Linked DNA regions of Sus scrofa: region 2 is linked to region 1. Evidence: chromatin contacts called from public Hi-C data. All regions are on one chromosome and are shown on one strand. Each heading gives the region's core, a stretch centred on a gene start, on an enhancer-like site or on the middle of the called end of the contact. The rest is flanking DNA. Distances are from core to core; before and after follow the strand shown.

Evidence for each region. Hi-C and Micro-C count contacts between places; a contact is called where the count stands out from the background.
Region 2: a contact with region 1 is called in a Hi-C map of subcutaneous adipose tissue, with 12 times the contacts expected there. The contact joins the enhancer-like site here to the promoter of FAM198A in region 1. A contact is called at or near these places in 6 of 47 Hi-C or Micro-C datasets (embryonic fibroblasts, liver, mesenteric adipose tissue and 3 more).

The regions. Positions count from the first base shown.
Region 1 is chr13:26,413,269-26,420,057 of Sscrofa11.1, forward strand. It overlaps FAM198A (protein FAM198A), which reads left to right and starts at 2,369. Exons shown (of 8, transcript XM_013981528.2): 1 at 2,369-2,774. The coding sequence starts at 2,772.
Region 2 is chr13:35,360,308-35,367,096 of Sscrofa11.1, forward strand. TKT (transketolase) reads right to left here. Exons shown (of 14, transcript NM_001112681.1): 2 at 2,761-2,878; 3 at 1,884-1,997; 4 at 866-963. Among named protein-coding and RNA genes, the nearest start is that of TKT, 14 kb to the right of the region's middle. Within about 2 kb of position 3,939, at least 36 of the 83 cell types and tissues checked have an H3K27ac peak or open chromatin away from gene starts, as enhancers often do. A contact at or near this core is called in liver, mesenteric adipose tissue, omental adipose tissue and 2 more, where this site is marked.

The sequences.
Region 1 (6,789 bases), core at 1,119-3,618:
GAAAGGCAGGTGGAGTGATCCCAGATCCTAGAGTGTCCTCAGCTAAGCAGTTTATCTGCTTCCGCACTTGTGGTCATTCCTGGACACTGACGACTCACATTCCTTCTGGGTTTTAAAAGTGGCAGTTGTTCATTTATGAATGGAGTCCCTACACTAACCATCTGGGTACTTGATCCTTTGCAGAGCAGAATATCAGTTGGACAGAATGGCTGAGCTTGGGATTGGGCTTCAGAATGTAGAGTTTTGACTCCTTGTTCATGTATGACATTTCACTTGTTTGGGCCAGGTCCTGGAGCAGCTTTTCTCAAGTGTGTCCCCTGAGTCCTGAGAGCTGACTTCTCTGAGAGTTTTCTATCTAGTAAACCTGGGAAAAACTGGGCACTCTCCTCCTATCTCAGGAAACCTCAACATCTATTACCTTCAAAGGCTCTGGCAGGTCTGACTGCCAAAAAAAAAAAAAAAATCTGTGTTCAGTGTTCTCAAAGTTGACCAACAGAATCCTGCATATAAAATTCCTTTTCTAGGAGTTCCCATTATGGCCCAATGGGTTAAGAACCTGTCTTTGTGAGGATGTGGGTTTGATCCCTGGCCTCACTCAGTGGATTAGGGATTTGGGGTTGCTGCAGGCTGTGGTGTAGGTTGGCATAGGTTACAGATGTGGCTTGGATCTGCCATTGCTGTGACTGTGGCTGTGACTGGCAGCTGCAGCTCTGATTCGACCCTAGCCCAGAGAATCTTCATAAGCCATAGGTGTGGCCCTAAAATGAAAAAACAAAACAAAACAAAAAAACTTTTCTATATAGCAGACGCATTCTGCTAAAGACCACAAAACTCTTTGAAAACATTAAAGAACTGTCTCTATTCTACTCTCCATAGTTTTTCAAACTGTACTCATTAGTGGATTTTAGAGAAATATAATGATTAGAGAACACCATTAAAAATAATTAAGATGGGGTAGAATAGAAAATATTGGAGTGCATCACATGTGATAACAATTGCTAAAACTTTGTTACATTTATGTGTATGTGTGTATGTGTGTACATAGGATGTACATCTTACATAGGTTGCAGTTAGAAAAGGAGACTCTCCCCAAATGGCTGGACCAAACACAAAAAAGTCTGTACTGTCTGTCCCACTCCCTTTTGCTTTATGTTCCTCAGTCAGCGCTCAAATTCCCAGTCCTCCTCATCCTCCCTAAGCACAAACTAGAGTTTTCAGCACTGCATCCTATGTCCTGTTCCTGACTTATAGATTTCTTCCTCTCTCTTACCTGCTCTAGCAAATAGACTTTGGTTTGTGAAACTACTTACTATCTGGCCTCAGGGAAGTCACTTCAGCTACCTAATCTTCAGTTTCCTTATTTGAAAAATGGTGGTAATAAATTTTCTGTCTTAGGATTGCTTGTAATGATGAAATGCAATGACCTATGGAAAGCATCTGGAACATAATAAGGACCGAAAAAATCCTTTGAATCTGTTGTATCCCCACTACACACACACACACACACACACACACACACACACACACACACACACACTTTAAGGAGATCCTCTTAAGAAGCAATGTTAGTAGTGACATCCTCAAAGCATTCGGCAGCAGGGGACTGCTGGGAAGATACCAGCTTCTGTCCATCTAACAATGGTTCTTACTAGTTTCAGTCTTGGAGGGTAATATTTCAGCTTGGCTCCCAGATTCTCTCAGAGCCCTACTGCTGACTCTGTCCCCACCTCCACCTTCCTTTCTACAGGCTGTTAAGAATCCTGAGATTCAAACATTGGGCTACTTGGGGACACTGATCTAAAAGAGGTCCAGGCCCTGGTGGAAGGTGGCTCAGCTGTTAACAGAGAGACCAGCCTCCAATTCCAGGGCTTTGGATTCCAAGCCCGGTCCTGTCTCCAACACGGAGCATGCAGATCTTTAGGTCCTGCCTGGCCTGTGCCACAGCGCTGGGAGATTACCCAGGGAGTGTAAGGTGCTGTCTGTGCATCCATATCAGGTGCTTACTCCTGCGACCTAAACACTGATTAGTTCTCAAGGAGAGAAGCTGTTCAGTGTTAATGACCTTAAGTGGTCAACAGACTTTCCTTCCAAATCGCGCTTGATGACTGGGCTCAAACAAGGCTGTGAGGCTCCAGTAAAATTGTCTTTCAGAGGCTTTGCAGGGGAAAGTGATAGTTTTGCGACCCTCCGCAGGAACCCCGGGGTTTCCGCCGTTCCAGAGCCCCGGACTCCTTGGAGGCGAGATCGTGGCGATGCACAGTCTCGCTGCCCAGCTTTGGTTTTTCACCCAGCGGCAGGCGGGGCCGTTCCTTTCTAGCACCTGGGTTCCTGCTCGAGGCGGCTGAGGCTGCCTGAACCCCGGGTAGGGCTTTTATTGTGAAAGGAGCTCCCCCCTCCCGTGCTTTCGGGAAAGTGGGGAGGCTGGGCCGGGATGCTCGGCAGGGACTTTGCAAACTCTGCAAACGTCCTCAGCCGATTACAGAGGCTCGAGGCTGTGGGAGGGGTCCCGCAGAACGGCAGATTCTCGCAGCCCCAGAGACCCCCCCATTTGCATTCGCCTATAGACCTCTACCAACCCCACCGCAGAGCATCCCACCGCTCATCTCTCTCGTCTGGGAGTTGGCCGTTAGGAAGCTGTGGCCCCTCGGTCCGGGAAACCCAGGTCCAGGGAAGCCGGGAGAATCGTGGCGCTAGGAGCAGCCTGGGGCGGCAGGATGAGCTGGCGAGTAGGCTGAGCGCCCCGAGGAGCCAATCCAGCCACCGCGGGGGACATGGTAGGAATCGCAGGAGGGGAAGCTCAGGCAGGCGGGTGGGCACCCAGACAGGTGGCGGCAAGCAGCGCACCCGCCCTGCACGACCTCCCTGAGCCAGAATTGTTCCCAGAAAGTAGCAGGGGGGCGGGGACTTAGGAAGGGGGCAGTTGGCTTTTCTGCTTCCCTTGGCTGGGGGAGGACTGTAATAAGGCAGCTTTCCTTTTGGACCCGCACTCCCTGGCTGCACTGTAACCCTCTGGCAGTGCTGCAACGACTCCATCTAATCCACAGTGTTGGGGAGGAGAGGATTCCACGGGCACTCAGGGCAGCCAGTGATGGGTGAGATGATTTTGAAGTTTCTTTCTATCTTTGAAAAAATGCACGTGAATTTTATATTCTATCATAGCCATATTTTAATATTAAGAAGTAATGCCTTGCATTTATTACCATAGAATTATGTTGGCCCTGGTAAGGTTCCAATGCCTGGCTCCCAGTGTCCCATCTCCCTCTGCCTCCTGGGACCCTAGGGCTGGTATGGGGGTGGAGGACTGCCTGGGGCATGATTCATGGAGCCAGGGACCCTGTGAAGGGTTGGCTCTTCCATTGATAAAGCTCACAGACACCAACAAGCAGGAAGGATAGACTTTTTGGGGGTATGATCCAGGCAGTGTAGCTAAAACACACGTGTAGCCTCTGGAAAGGGACTTACCTCAGCACTGGCTGCTGATCAGCTCTGCTTCCAGGTAGAAGCTACCTACAGCCCCTACCCCCACCCCCTCCTGCAGTTCACTGTCCTTCCCTGGGGGGTATCACCCACCAGGATAAGTTTGAACTCTGAAGGGACTCAGAGGGGTTCTCCTATTTGCTTCTTTGGACAGCCCCCCACCCCACTTCAAGATCACACAGAGCAGATTGGAGCTCACTGTACTTTCTAAGGAATTTAGCTTTGGGCCTGGTTTTGAGACAGGCACCCAGGATTCCCCTGATGGGCAGTCTCTGGGAGGTGAGCTCCCTGTTTGCCAGGTATCTGGGCAGTGTCTGTACCAGAGGTGGAAGGCCACTGACCAGAAGCTGGGGGCTCAGGGAAGGGGACCCATGAGGCTAGGGGGGATGCTGTTTCACTTTATCCCTGCATAGCACCCCTTCCCCCAACCCTCAGAGTTTTTGTTTTTTGTTTTTTGTTTTTTCCCCCTCAAAGCTGCTAAGGAGAAATTAATAATGGAATCTTAAGGTTGGAAAAGGGCAGTGATTAGAGGTACAGGGCATGAAAAATCAGCAGATATTTTACCCCAAAACTCCCTTTTCAGGGCCAGAATGTCTCCAGAAGAGAGTATAGGCCAAGGCCACCCACTCAGGGCTGTTACTGTTGTGCAGGAGTCTCCTGTCCACGGCAGAACCTCTCAGGTCTCCTCTGGCTTCTGCTTGGGCAGCCTTTGGGTGCCACATTGATGTGATTGCTCCATGCCAGGGTGGGCTTCTTTTTTTAAATTATTTTTTTAACTCAATGAATTTTATAACATTTATAGTTGTACAGTGATCATGACAACCCAATTTTATAGCATTTCTGTCGCAAGCCCCCAGCCCATCCCCCACCTCCAACCTGTCTCCTTTGGAAACCATAAGTCTTTGAAAGTCTGGTCTGCAAAGAATTTCATTGTGTCCTTTTTATAGATTCCACATATAAGTAATAGCATATAACATTGATGTCTCACTATCTAACTTCACTTAGGATGATAATTTCTGGGTCCATTCATGTTGATGCAAATGACATTATTTCTTTCCTTTTTGTAGCTGAGTAATATTCCATTGTGTGTATGTACCACATCTTCTTGATCCACTCCTCCATCAATGGACATTTAGGTTGTTTCCACATCTTGGTTATTGTGTATAGTGCTGCAGTGAACAATGGGGTACGTGGATCTTTTCGAGACATGGTTTCCTCTGGATAGATGCCCAGGAGTGGGAGGGTGGGCTTCTTTTTCCTGTGAGCCAGCAGGCTCCTGGCTTTTCATCCTCAGTTCTGGGGTATGTTAGGAAGAGGACTTGAGGTAGGATTTTGCTGTGTCCAGGTCCACATGCCAGAGAAAGGGGCATATTGGGCACCCCCTGGCAGCAAAATGGCCTTGGAGATCTGAAGGTTTCCTTTGCTCCTCCCTCTGAATGAAGGGTCTTGTGGTCCAGAGGCCTAGGGGCCCGAGGGCAGCCAGGCATTGGCAGAAACCAGCATAGGAGGAGGCAGGGGGCTAGGAGTCCTCTGGGGGCCTTTGTTTCCTACTCTGTAAAATGAGATTGAACTCATGCCCTTTGAGGTGCCATTTAGCTCCAAAAATGGATGATGCTTGAATAATTCTGAGGGTGGACCCCTGATATTGCCCTCTTCTCAGCATGAGCAGCTAAGCAGGGTGAAAGGAAGAAGTTGTTCTTAGCACTGACTCTCACTTATCCCCGGATCAAATCCAGGATGGGATCCAGACCAAGGGATTTTTTTTTTTAAGTCTCCCTAGGTGATCCCAATGTGCAGCCAGGATTGAGAACCACAGGGCTTGAGGACTGAGGGAACAAGAACTGCACTTAGAGAGAAACTTCTTTTAATTCATTAAAATTGAGATGTGAATATCCCCAACTTGTTCAAATATTTAGTAATTTCTTAATACCATCGTATTACTGATCCCATTACATAAGATAGAAAAGCCTGAGTTGGAAATATGAAGCTAACAGTCTGGAATCCTTAAATGTCTTTTTGCAAAAGTGGACCCTGAACTTCAGGATCTGTGAGGGCGTTTTTGATTTTTGATCATCTTTTTTTTTTTTTTTTTGGTCTTTTTGCCATTTCTTGGGCCACTCCTGCGGCATATGGAGGTTCCCAGGCTAGGGGTCTAATCAGAGCCATAGCCACTGGCCTACACCAGAGCCACAGCAACGTGGGATCCAAGCTGGGTCTGCGACCTACACCACAGCTCTTGGCAACGCCGGATCCTCAACCCACTGAGCAAGGGCAGGGATCGAACCCACAACCTTATGGTTCCTTGTTGGATTCGTTAACCACTGCGCCATGATGGGAACTCCGATTTTTGATCATCTTAAAGGGGCTGTGGGTCTTATCCAGGGCTTGGATTGTGTATTTCTAAAGCTAAGAGTGGGACGCTTGCCACTTCCCTTACAGTAATGGTGGGAAGCTTCTTGTATGTTGAAGACTTTGAACTTGGAAGAAAAATATTGATAGAAGACTGTTATTGCCAACTTAAAAGTGTTTTTTTCTGGTTCTTGGGGGATAAAAAGTATATGTATTTCTGAAATATATTTTATCTAACAGCCATACTGCAAAATTCTATAGGTAACCTTGATTATTGTTTTGGTGTATCTCTTACTTTCTTGGAGTATTGTTTTATTTTATTTTTATTCTTATATTTATTTTTTGTCTTTCGAAAGCCAAACCCATGGCATATGGAGGTTCCCAGGCTAGGGGTAAAATCAGAGAGGTAGCTGCTGGCCTACACCACAGCCCAGTAACTTGAGATCCGAGCCATGCCTGTGACCTACACTGCAGCTCACGGCAACACCGGATCCTTAACCCACTGGGCAAGATCAGGGATTGAACCTGCGTCCTCATGGATACTAGCTGGGTTTGTTAACCACTGAGCCACGATGGGAACTCCTTGAGTATTATTTTAGAGAGTTGTATACCAAACTTGCAGTTTTTCAGTCTGATTTGTTTTACTTTACTTTTCATTAAAGCAAGTTTCCATGTCTACATCTTTAAAAAGATGTTTATCACCCTACTTTCAATGCTCAGTACCATGATTTTGATAATCATCTCCCTGCTTATAGACTTTAGGTCATTTCTCTTTGGGGCTATTTTCAATGGCGTGGGCCAACTTCTGATCATCCATGGAAATGGGGATCTGAGTGCCTGGGGAACAGATTGCTTCAGCCTCTTCATCAAAGATTTTGCTGCAGCCACCTTCGAGGCCCCAGAATGGGAGTATGGGAGGCAATTCCTCTTGTCTGTCTTCTCTCTGCTATGATCTTGTCATAA
Region 2 (6,789 bases), core at 2,689-5,188, 8.9 Mb after region 1:
CTCGGTCTCTCCTCTAGGCATCTTCCCAGCCATAGGGCTCCCTGTGCTCCCCTTGAACCCCTTGGGGCAGCCTGGGGACTCTGGATGTGTGCCCTGGGTTCAAACCTTGCCTCCGACACTAGACAAGCATCTTCCCCCAGCCCCCCCATCTGTGAGAGGGGTAACTGTATGCATGTCACCACTTAGTCCGTAGGGGCCTTATCAAGGTGAAACCCTATCAAGAAACCACCTGATCAGTGCTTTTCTTGATAAGCCTATAGCCAACCCCCCCCCTCATCCCGCAACAGAGACCTGTCTGCAGGCCACAGTGAATAGCCGTGTAGCCAAACTGCCTCGAGAGAGGCCTCCCCCAGACTGCCCAGTGCTGGAGCAGCAAACCTCTCTGCACAGGCTGCTCCATAGCCACGCTTTCCAGTGTCTGTTTCTTTCCTGGTTGATAGGAGGGGCTCAGGGAGACCTAAAACCAGAACAAGTGAGTACCTCGGGCCTGGGCTCATGGGACTCGGGCCTTGAAAGGTGGCGCCTTTTGAGACTTCCAGGGTCCAGATGCTTGGCTTGGGGACAACATGGAAACTCCTGAACCAGAGCATTCTGGCCAGAGAGCACATGGCTTGGATGCAAACTTGGCCCTGCTGGTCCCTATCTGGGGACTCTGGGCAAATCCCTTCCCTCTTTTGAGCTGTTTCCTCATCTGCAAAGGGGGCTGGTCCTGGTACCAGCCTCAGGCCAAAAATGCTCTCAAATATTACTCCGTTTCTACTCAGCCCCCAGGCACGAGGAGGTACTTGGGGGAGGTGGGTAAGACTGGGCCACCAGGACCCCTCCCCAATTCATCACAGGTGGGGACGGGGAGGGGAAGTATTACCTGGCTTTGTCGAAGTATTTGCCTGTGTAGGCCATCCCACAAGCGGCCCCAAGGCCCTGGCCCAGGGATCCGGTGGCCACATCAGTGAAAGCTTGTTTCTGTCAGGACAGAGAGCCACAGTTAGGCACAGGCAGTGCTTCTCAGAACCACCTGCTAGGATCCTGGCCCAGGGGGCATATAGCCACACCCCACCCGGGATGGGGAAGGGTGCAGACAGGTCTGCAGAAGGCACAGTATGACTTCCACTCCCCTACAGCAGTAATCGTGGGCCTGGCTCAAACACCAGCTCTGCCCACCAGCGAGCTGCGAGGCCTATGGTCACTGCATCTCTCTGGGCCCCAGTTCCCTCATCTGTAAACAAAGCCCACATTATCCACCTTACAGTGGTTCAGAGACCTCAAGACAAAACTGATTATTTGGCCCTGGTGGGTGCCCAAATGGGGTGTGACTGTTTTCATGGTAACCCAGGAACGTAGGGTGCAGGAATTAGCACCCCAGGGCCCTTCCCTTGGTGTCCCAGAATCCTGCTGCAACCACCTTAGAGACTCGTGGTGAACCTCGAGTCCCAAGCTGTGTCTAATTGGCCAGGGAGCCCAGTGGGAAAGGGAAGCTGGTGTTTGGTGTTTGAGGAGAGGCCCTGTCTACAGTCGACCCAGGGAGCCCTGGGCTGGGGTCTTAAAGGCCTCACACTTCATCACAAACGCTGGCGACCACAGCCACAGCCACAGCAACACAGGATCTGGGCCACATCTGCGACCTACACCACAGCTCACGGTAACGCCAGATCCTTAACCCACTGAGCAGGGCCAGGGATCAAACCCACAACCTCGTGGTTCCTAGTCGGGTTCATTTCCGCTGTGCCACAACAGGAACTCCATTTCTTCCTCACTTTAATACCCTCCTCTGCCCTCTAACACCCTCAGCTCCTCAGCGGGTGCCCTGCCCTCTTTCTCACACGCCTTGAGAAACAGGAAGTGGAGGCAGAGGCCTGGCGAGGCTCCTGGTGGGGCGAGCTTACCGGGACAGGGTGCCCATCCAGGTCAGAGCTGATCTTCCTCAGGTTCAGCAGCTCTGCCTCTGGCAGGAAGCCGGCTTCAGCCCACACGGAATACAGGATAGGTGCTGCGTGGCCCTGTGGGGGATGGGTGGCGGGGAGGAAGGGTCAGATAGGGAACTGTTCCCACCCTATGGCAAACCTGGGGGGCCTGGCAGAGCCTGCCAGCCAAGGGATGGTTTTCAGGGAAAGAAGCAAGTGAAGGCCACTTTCCCTCCTTTCATCCCAAGCTTCCCAAAGCCAAGGCCGAGCAAAAGCCCTAGGACAGGTGCAGCGGGAGTACAGCTGTGCGGCTGCCGAGGCCAAAACCCCAGCAGGCAGCCGGCTGCCCTAATCCCTGGTTTCTGGCATGTGAGACGACTTGGACAGACTTCTAAGCTCCCATGCTTACACCGAGAGACCAGAGGCCACAGAGCCCGGCCTCACTGCAGGTGGATTTCGGGGGTTTGTGGCTGCGGCTCTCATGGGGGAGGGTCAGGGCACCCCATCCCCAACCCTGCTGCAGAAAGCACAGCAGGGAGCAGGAGCAGCCTGGGTCCCAGCACAGCAGACACATGCAGAACCACAAAGCTACTATACCCCAGGCCTGGACTCCACTCCTGTCAACACCAAAAGTGAGTGGGACACCCAGACCACTTCCATTGTCCTCTGCTAATTCAGTCCTTTCTTCCTTAACTGGGTTAAGTCTACCAGCTGAGTCAGGCCAGAGCGGGCCATGGAAGGAGAAAGGGAGCCTGGGTGGGGAAGGGTGGGGAAGGGCTGGGCTTATACTCGGGAGACAGGGCCCCAGGGCCCATGTGACCCCCAACCCCAGGTGAAGGTCGGCGTGCTGGCCTCTTACCTTGGAGAGCACAAAGCGGTCATTGTGAGGGTTCCGGGGATCCTGGGCCTTGTAGCGCATGGTGTGGAAAAAGAGGACAGCCATGATCTCGGCAGCACTGCAGCATGACGTTGGGTGGCTGTGGCCCAGGAGAGAGAGGGACAAATGCATTAGAGACCCCGACTCCTGACCTACGGGGCTCACCCCAGGCCTGCGGACAGGCACCTGGGGGTGCAGGTCCCAAGGAGTCACAGGCCTGGCTTGTCAGAGAGCCATGTGCTCCTGCCATGTGGAGGGTGGCACAGGGTCTCAGTGCTGGCAGCACGAGGGATGCACCCTCCCAGGGACCCCCAGAGTCAGGGTAACTCAAGAACTCTGGGCTGGACCAGAGTAAGAAAGGAAGAGGGGTCCACGAGACTGTGGTGGCCGCTCTGTGACCTGTGAACTAAGTCCTCGGTGGGACTGCGCAGGATTCGCCCACCTGTCGGGACAACTCACTCTCCCAGGGCTGGTAGGGGGAAAGCTGGGGCTTTGGGATCTCCAAGAACAGGGGCTGCTCATCAGCCTTTCAAAGGGCATTTGGAGAGAGAGGGTGTAGCCAGCAGAAACCATGCTTTTGTACAGAATTGAGAAGGCAAAGCAATTTCTTATCCTCTCCACAGCCTAAAATCATGAAGAAATAAAACTTCCTTCTTCCTGAGACCAGGGCTGGGGTAGAGCTGACAGCAGCAAAAGCCTGCCCTTCCAGGCCTGCAGTGGTGAGGACAAGTCCCCGCCGCCTCCCCTTTTAGGTTCTTGTTTTAGTCACTGCAGTTTTTGAATGGCTCCTTGGCAAAGGACTTAACCAGAGAAAGTATCAGGATTATGTCTGAGGGGTGAGACTTATTCAGGTTTCTTAGGACCCACTTGTTCGATCCAGTCCCAGTCCCAGGAGGCTGGGGTTCCTGGCAGGACTTAAGAGTAATTCCTGAAAGCCTCTGGTCCATGGTTTGGTGACTCTTAGTTTCGTCAGCCTCAGGGCACGTGCCTCCCAGCCACCCCATCCATGCAGCTCAGCGCAGCCCTGATGCTGCTCCGAGACCCTTCACACTATGACATGCCCACTGCCAAATCCAAGGGCACATGCACCATCTGGACTCCACGCGGGCCTCCCTCCCCCTGCCAGCTGGCTCCCCGCCCCGGTTAGGGGTGAGTCACTCTCAGAGCAGACGCATTAGTAGAGAAATCCGGAACTGTCCATGCGGGTTTAGTACCCTCAGCCCCAGCACACAGGCTTATACTTAACCATTTCTACGAACTCCTGGTCATGGGGAAAGACACTAGACCTGAAAGAGGGAGGTGAGGAAATGTAAACGAGAAACTTTTTCCCGCTGGGCAGGATCCCAACTCCCTTGACCCTAGCGGAGAGTTCAGCCAGGGGACATTCCCATCAACACCGGCCAGGCTGACCTCCTGCCCTTCCCATCTAAGGACAGCCCTGGCCCTGAGGAACCTGGTTCCAAAAGGCATGACCTTGTTAGGAGAACCGTGGGGGAAGGGGATGGGTGGACAGCAGGCCACACTGCTCCCAGAGGAAGAAGGCAGCCAGGCACAGGACAGGGCTCCGTTGGCCCTGCCTACCTGGTGAGACTCCTGGGAAGGGGCTTCAGGGAGAAGCGGCCCTGACACGAGTACCTGGTGCATGTGCCAGAGACACGCTGTGGCCCGAGCAGAGCACATGTGGAGGAGGTCGGTCAGCCAGGAAGAGACACCAGAAGTTGAAAACTAGTTACTTTGACTCCTTCCTTGTGAGGCCCATGTTGGGTGAGCCTACAATGTTTATTTCTTCCACAGCCTGCATCTTGGACACACTGTTGGCCCTAACTTCATATCCGCTAAATAAAAAAACACAGAATAAGGGATCCTGAGGGATGAGATGTCCGCCCCACCCCACCCCACCCCAGGGCTTCCAGGGAACCCCTCTGTGAGGTGTCCCAGGCTGGGATGGGGACCAGCAGGGCTGTGGCACTTTACCAAGTGTTTCACCTCCCTGAGGCTCAGCTTCCTCACTTGTAAATGGGATGCTGTGTGGAGGCATCCAGGAGTCCCCAACACAATGCATTTAAAGTGCCCAGCTCGCCATCAGCCCCTACCAGCTGCCTCACCCCTCAGTACCCCCAACTCTTAATGTGCAGCTGGAACACTGACCCCTGCTGACCATGGGGCAGGCAGGAGGGAAGAAATGAACTGAGAGAGCTCCAATCAATAAAATTAGAAATGAAAAGGAGAAGTTACAATGGATACCAGAGAAATACAAAGGATCATAACAGACTACTACAAGCAACCATACGCCAATAAAGCAGACGACCTAGAAGAAATGGATAAATTCTTAGAAAAGTACAATCTTCCAAGGCTAAACCAAGACAAAAGAGAAAACATGAACAGACCAATCATAAGAACTGAAATTGAAACTATGATTAAAAAACTTCCAACAGGAGTTCCCGTCGTGGCACAGTGGTTAACGAATCCGACTAGGAACCATGAAGTTGCAGGTTCAGTCCCTGCCCTTGCTCAGTGGGTTAACGATCCGGCGTTGCTGTGAGCTGTGGTGTAGGTTGCAAATGCGACTCGGATCCCGCGTTGCTGTGGCTCTGGCGTAGGCCAGTGGCTATAGCTCTGATTCGACCCCTAGCCTGGGAACCTCCATATGCCGTGGGAGCGGCCCAAAGAAATAGCAAAAAGACAAAAAAACAAAAAACAAAAAAAAAATTCCAACAAAAGTCCAGGATCAGATGGCTTCACAGGCAAATTCTACCAAACATTTAGAGAAGAGTTAACACCTATCCTTCTGAAACTATTCCAAAAAATTGCAAAGGAAGGAACGCTCCCAAACACATTCTACAAAGCCACCAGCACCCTGATACCAAAACCAGACAAAGACATCACAAAAGGAGCTCCCATTGTGGCTCGGCAGTAATGGACCTGACTAGTACCTATAAGGACGTAGATTTGACCTAGGGCCTCACTCAGTGGGTTAAAGATCCAGCCTTGCCATGAGCTATGATGTAGGTCAGACACAGCTTGGAACCCATGTTGTTGTGGCTAGGGCGTAGGCTAGTAGCTGTAGCTCCAATTCAATCCACAGCCTGGGAACTTCTGGGGGTGTGGCCCTAAAAAGCAAAGATACCACAAAAAAAGAAAATTACAGGCCAGTATCACTGAAAAACATAGATACAAAGATCCCTGACAAAATGCTAGCAAACCGAATCCAACAATACATTAAAAGGACTATACACATGATCAAGTGCGATTTATCCTGGGGATGTAAGGATTTTTCAATATCTGCACATCAGGGTGATACATCACATTAACAAACTGAAGAACATGAGTTCCCGTAGTGGTCAGTGGAAACGAATCTGACTAGGAACCATGAGGTTGCGGGTTCGATCCCTGCCCTTGCTCAGTGGGTTAAGGATCCGGCGTTGCCGTGAGCTGTGGTGTAGGTTGCAGATGCGGCTCAGATCCTGCGTTGCTGTGGCTCTGACGTAGGCTGGCAGCTACAGCTCCGATTAGACCCCTAGCTTGGGAACCTCCATGTGCCACGGGAGTGGCCCAAGAAATGGCAAAAAGACAAAAAAAAAAAAAAACCCAAAAAACAACAAAAAAAACCCCTCTACTCTTAAAACTAAAAAACATGGATGAAAGAAATCAAAGATGACACAAACAGATGGAAAGATATACCATACTCTTGTATTGGAAAATGACTATACTACGCAGGGCAATCTACAGATTCAATGCAATCCCTATCAAATTCCCAAGGACATTTTTCACAGAACCTGAACAAAATATTTTAAAGTTTGTTTGGAAGCACAAAAGACCCAGAATAGCCAAAGCCATCCTTAGAAAGAAAAATGGAGGGGAGTTCCTGTCATGGCGCAGTGGTTAATGAATTCGACTAGGATCCATGAGGTTGCAGGTTCCATCCCTGGCCTTGCTCAGTGGGTTAAGTATCTGGTGTTGCTGTGAGCTGTGGTGTAGGTTGCAGATGCAGCTCAGATCCTGCATTGCTTT